Regions from separate parts of the Bos taurus genome. Here region 2 is linked to region 1. Evidence: chromatin contacts called from public Hi-C data. All regions are on one chromosome and are shown on one strand. Each heading gives the region's core, a stretch centred on a gene start, on an enhancer-like site or on the middle of the called end of the contact. The rest is flanking DNA. Distances are from core to core; before and after follow the strand shown.

Region 1 (2,916 bases), core at 200-2,699:
CATAATCAATCTGCCTGTGATGCAGGAGATGTGAGTTCAATCCCTGGGTGGGGAAGGTCCCCTGGAGGAGGGCGTGGCAACCTACTCCAATATTCTTGCTGGGAAAATCCCATGGACAGAGGAGCCTGGTCGGCTTTAGTCCAGAGTGTTGCAGAGTCAGACAAGACTGAAGCAACCAAACACAAGCATGCGCGCATTTAAAGCATTGGCCCACTGTGAAGACACCATTCTAATACATCTACAAGGCTCTTTGTAACTGAACAGGATGCTTAGAACAGTGAAAGGGTCTAAAGATACTAGGGACTAGTTCTCTGATGGCAAAATTGAAGAAATTATTTTTTTGTAGTGGGGGTTTTCCCTACGTCTGCCACCTACGGTCAGGGTCAAAGCCACTATCTTTTAAGAGGGTCAACACTTGTGATGGCTGTATCTAAATTTGCACTTTCTAACACCAGTCAAGAATTAGCTTTCTGTCCTCCCTGCCTCCCTCTCTTCCTTCCTTTGTGTTAGGCTTTGAGAAGCGATGGTGGAACAATTCAGTAACTTTTCTTGAAAAGCTCACAGACAAGGGAGAGTAATAAAAACGTTCACACACTAGCTGGTTGCCAGAGGTTCTAGGTTCTCCTGTTTTGCTAGTCTATGTCTCTATGCCTCAGCTATCCCATTTGTGAGATGTCAGGGCTGGGAGAGGACTTCTGAGGTCTCCGCCCTAACTTCCTGGGCGCTTATGTAATGTAATCAAAACCATAATAATAAAAACAGCAGCCACATGAACTTGAGTGCTTATGTTCTAGGCACCACATGTGCTCAATGGTTTATCGTCGCAGTTTCACCAACGTCCATTTTGTGGATCAGAAAACAGAAGCTATGTGAGTTTAAGCAACTAGGTCACACAAGTAGTAGTAATAAATAGTTGCGTTGGACTTTAAATTCAGTTGGTTCCACTGCTTAAACTTCTCATGCTTTTGCTGCGTTTACTCCTTTTCTAAGCTGGGCCATTGAGGTGCTTTGGGTTCAGGCAGGGAGTTAATTTTGTCACGATTACTAGCGATATTGAGTTTTTTTTTTTTTTAATGCGTGTTCTGTGTGTATACAGTCTCAATTAGTTTTCACAGCAACCGTAATGAGTGGTTCATACTACTCCCATCATTGTACAGACGGGGAAAGGGAGGCTCAGAGGGACTGATTAAATAGCTCAAGGTCACACAGCTAGTCAACAGCAGGGATCCACAGTCAAACTGTTTGCGCCGCCCCGCCGCCTAGACCACTCCGCCTCCAGCTTGGTGCAGGCAGCTCCGGCCAACCCAAGGGATAGGCGGGGCGGCCCTACCGGGTCTGGGGGCTGGCCGCGGCCGCACGCCTCGCCGCGCACGCGCTCTCGGGCTCCGGGTCCGGACGCGCCGCGGGCGCGAGGACGGCGGAGAGGAGCGTGCGCGCGGTGACGTGCCGGGCGCCATGTTGGAGGGCTGGTGGTAGCGGCTCGGGGAGGTGCTCGCTCTCTCGGTCTCGCTCTCTCGCTCGCTTCCCCCAGCTCCCTTCGGTGCCCCCCCCGAATCGCCTGCGTGCCGGAGTGTGTGCGAGGGAGGGGGAGGGCGTCGGGGGGGTGGGGGGAGGCCTTCCGGTCCCCGGGAGACCCGCGGAAGGAGGCGGAGGCTGCGAGGGACTCCGGGAAGCCATGGACGTCGAGAGGCTGCAGGAGGCGCTGAAAGGTGGGGGTAGCTGCCCCCTCTCCCTTCCTCCTCACCCTCCGTGGCCGCCTCTCCGTTCCCTTCTGGGCGAGTGACTCCGCGGGGCCAGGCTGGGGGGAGGGCGCGCTTCCCCGGCTCCCATCCCCCTCCCCCTTTCCCGGGGGCGGGGAGCCCCGTGGGCAGCTCCCTCCCGCCCCGCTCTGGGCTTTGTGTCGGCCGCCGGCGTCTGGGCTGGGGGAGGGGAGTCGGGAAGCTCTCGAGGGGGCCCCGGTCCCTCTCCCACTCCCCGTGAACGTTTCGTGGGCCCGCAAACCCCTCGCAGGCAGGCTTCGTTCTCTGTCATCCCCTTGCACACCGGACTACGAGGGGAGAGAAAAAGTGAAAGGTTTTAGGGCGGGGGTAGAGGGGGCGGCAGAGCAACTTTTAAGTGTCTCTGGAGGCCCTTTTTTCAAAGCTTCTGGAGTCATTTTCCACGCGCCCCAATTCTGAAGTGGTCGCCTTCCCAGCTCCGAACTGCTCGCCGTCCGAGCAACAGGCTTGAGAACTTAGAATACGTGATTGCAGCGTTTTGAGAATTAGACTTTGATACCAAGGATCATTGGTTGATGACTGCAAGAGGGAGCTGGTGTTTCATATAACGCAGATTTATCAACCTCACGTAAACAGTTTGGGGGGTGTTGGGATTTGGGGTTTGTATTTTAACAGGTCTTTGAGATGAATCCCCGGACTACATTAAGGATGGTTGGTGGAGAAGTGCCCCCTTTAGGAAGGGTCTCGTTATCTGTAAAGAGTGACATGTGAAGTTGGAGAGTCAGGTGGAATTTATTTGGGAGGCTTTTTAAATTAAAAAAAAAATTAATTTCTTAATATGAGGAATGACTGGAGAGGAAAGTTTGTTTTTAAAGGGCATTGGAAATGGCTGGTGGACTTTGAAAAATACTAATAACTTTTGTTTCTTCCCTTATCTAGATTTTGAGAAGAGGGGGAAAAAAGAAGTTTGTCCGGTCCTGGATCAGTTTCTTTGTCATGTAGCCAAGACTGGAGAAACAATGTGAGTTGAGAACATGTAATCGTATTCATAAACCTGTGTGTCCTTAAGAATCGCTTAGGAAAGGGACAGAAGTGTATTTCACAAGCATTGACTAATCCATCTGTCTAAATTGTACAAGCCCCATATTTAAAGCATTTATTCAGTGTATATGCTTCATTCACTTCACACCATGCTCTG
Region 2 (2,916 bases), core at 251-2,750, 130 kb before region 1:
GCAGCCATGAAATTAAAAGACGCTTACTCCTTGGAAGGAAAGTTATGACCAACCTAGATAGCATATTCAAAAGCAGAGACATTACTTTGCCAACAAAGGTCCGTCTAGTCAAGGCTATGGTTTTTCCTGTGGTCATGTATGGATGTGAGAGTTGGACTGTGAAGAAAGCTGAGAGCCGAAGAATTGATGCTTTTGAACTGTGGTGTTGGAGAAGACTCTTGAGAGTCCCTTGAACTGCAAGATCCAACCAGTCCATTCTAAAGGAGATCAGTCCTGGGTGTTCATTGGAAGGACTGATGCTAAAGTTGAAACTCCAATACTTTGGCCACCTCATGCCAAGAGTTGACTCATTGGAAAAAACTCTGATGCTGGGAGGGATTGGGGGCAGGAGGAGAAGGGGACGACAGAGGATGAGATGGCTGGATGGCATCACCGACTCGATGGACATAAGTTTGAGCGAACTCCGGGCGTTGGTGATGGACAGAGGCCTAGCGTGCTGCGATTCAATGGGATCGCAAAGAGTCGGACACGACTGAGCGACTGAACTGAACTGAACTGATCTCCAAGAATCGCTATCCAGGCCAAATGAGATAATGCACACAAGCACTTAATCCTTCACTTAAACGCACTGCTTGCCCCACCACACGAGGGGGAGAAGAGGTCAGCTGTTACCACTGATGTTACGGTTCTGCAGGGAGAAAAATGCAAACAAGAGCTGAAGGTCCCTCCCTGAGGCTTGCGGGATGACAACGACAATGAAGGGGTAATATTAGAGAAGAACCAAACAACGAAGAGGTGAAGGAGACTATGGCATCAGCCGGACCAAGAAAGGCGAAAATTTCAAGGAAGAGAAAGCGTCAGCCAGGAGGTCGGCGAACACGACGTGGACTGAAAAAGTCAAACCGACAGGTTAGTAGGGAAGGCAGCGTGAGCTGTCTCAGGACAAGGAGGACTAACGCAGAGCGAAAAGGAAACAGGAAAAGGGACAAGAACTAGGGCGACAGGACAAAAACAGGAAAGGCGATTATGGTCCCAAACTCTGCGTTCTAAAGTGGCTCCGGAATCTCTTCCAGGCGGGGATGTAAGAAGATATAAGAAACAATAAGCTTCTGCAGCATTCAGAGCGCAAGCCCGAAAGAGTTCGCTTCCTCGGCACCTGCTGCTGGTACCTCGGAAAAAGGCAGTCGCGATGCCGAGAAGTCCTCCCTCGATAAGCAGTTATCTAATGAATGAATAAATGAATCCCCAAAACATACTCTTCCCAGAGCCAAACACCCGGAACTCGCCTGAGAAAGTACGGCTTGGCGTAGAATTTGAAATCGACTCCCTCGAAATAGACATCGAACTCAGAGACTCGGGCGTAAGGCACGCGGATGGCAACAGTCAAGAAGTCGGGGTCCTGGCTAAGATCGAACGCCGGAGTCAGCATCACCACGCCGAACTCGGGCGCCCAAGTCGACCACTCTCGCAGCCGCCGCGGGCCTGCCACTGAAACTCTCCAAGAAGTACCCACGCGCTGGTACCCGCTGTTAGACACGGTGCTTCCGGCTCTAGGCGGAAGTGCGCGTGCGTGCAAGAGGAAATCCCGCCTCGCGCCGGTTTCCATGAAGACGGGACGCTGTGCGCTTGGAGCTAGAGAAGGGACCGGAGGAGTGAGGCTTTGTGCGCAGAAATTGAACCCAGGGCATAACTTGCAAGAACCCGGGCAAGAATCCACCTCAGAGCCACTAAGCTTCTTTGAGGGTTATGAGTCGGACACGACTGAAGCGACTTAGCAGCAGCAGCAGCAGAAGAGATGATTTTAACAGCATTGGCTTTGCAGGCAGTGAAACCTGCGTTTAAATTCTTTCTTTCCAATACCCAGAATTACGACTTTGAGAAAGTTACAGAACCTCTCTATGCTTCAGATATCTCTTCTATAAAATAAGGTTAGAAACCTAGCCTCGTAGAAACGGTGTGAGGATAGCATGCATTTGTGCATGTTAAGCTCTAACAAGGTTCCCGGCAAGTTGTCGAGGCCCGGTGTGTTGGAGCCGTCACCGCAGAAACCACAGAAACACCGTTACTGTGGTTTTCCTTAGTTCTCACTTGCCTTGTCAATAACTCCCCTTTCTCCCTCTCCTTCATTCTCTACCGATTTCTATCTCCTCCTCTTTCCCTCCATGCCTCTCTCCCTCTGTCCGTTTCTGCCACTTTTCTCCTTTTCCTAACTCCTTAATTGAACAGAATTTGCTCGTTTAGTGAACGTCCATTCCACTCATCTCTTTTAATCTACACCACGAATGCCGAAGAACACGACTCACAAAGGTTAAGCAATATGTCTTACAATCATGCATTTTACAATTACCAAAATCCGTAACATCTGACTCTTAAACCGTATTAGTGTCTGCAATGACGAATAGCAAAGCCTCTGTGCTTTCTCCTCTTTCCTTTTCTCACTTTTCTCCTTACACTTATTCGAGGTCCTCTTTTCTGTCTTTTTTATTTCTCTTCCTTGTATTTCTCCTTTTTATTCTGGCCATACTCTCTCAATGCCTCTCCCACTAGGCTCTCTCCTCCCCTGCATATTCCCTTGGCCTTCCTTCCCTCTCATTTTATTTCTGGTTATTCCACCAGTTACTAGAATAGTCCAAGAAATGTTTTTATTTCCTGATTTTAAATATCAGTGAAAGGCAAGTGAAAGTCATCTCTGGAGACAGTGGATCAGATAACCTAAAAAACCTTTTCAACCTCCAACTTTTTATGAGTCTTGAAAATTAATTAGGACTCAGCACATCAATAGGAGTAAATAAAATTAAAAATTCAAAATAAAAATCAATCTGCTTAAATCTGGGAGTTTTTTGTTTGTTTATTTATTTTAATTGGAAGCTAATTACTTTACAGTGTTGTGGTGGGTTTTGCCATACACTGACATGA

What was found. Hi-C and Micro-C count contacts between places; a contact is called where the count stands out from the background.
Region 2: a Hi-C map of liver shows a contact between it and region 1, with 1.6 times the contacts expected there. The contact joins the promoter of SHQ1 here to the promoter of PPP4R2 in region 1. A contact is called at or near these places in 2 of 11 Hi-C or Micro-C datasets (liver and skin fibroblasts).

Annotation. Positions count from the first base shown.
Region 1 is chr22:28,704,079-28,706,994 of ARS-UCD2.0, reverse strand. It overlaps PPP4R2 (protein phosphatase 4 regulatory subunit 2), which reads left to right and starts at 1,449. Exons shown (of 9, transcript XM_002696957.7): 1 at 1,449-1,709; 2 at 2,658-2,739. The coding sequence starts at 1,676.
Region 2 is chr22:28,834,312-28,837,227 of ARS-UCD2.0, reverse strand. SHQ1 (SHQ1, H/ACA ribonucleoprotein assembly factor) reads right to left here and starts at 1,500. Exons shown (of 11, transcript NM_001035049.2): 1 at 1,287-1,500. The coding sequence starts at 1,429.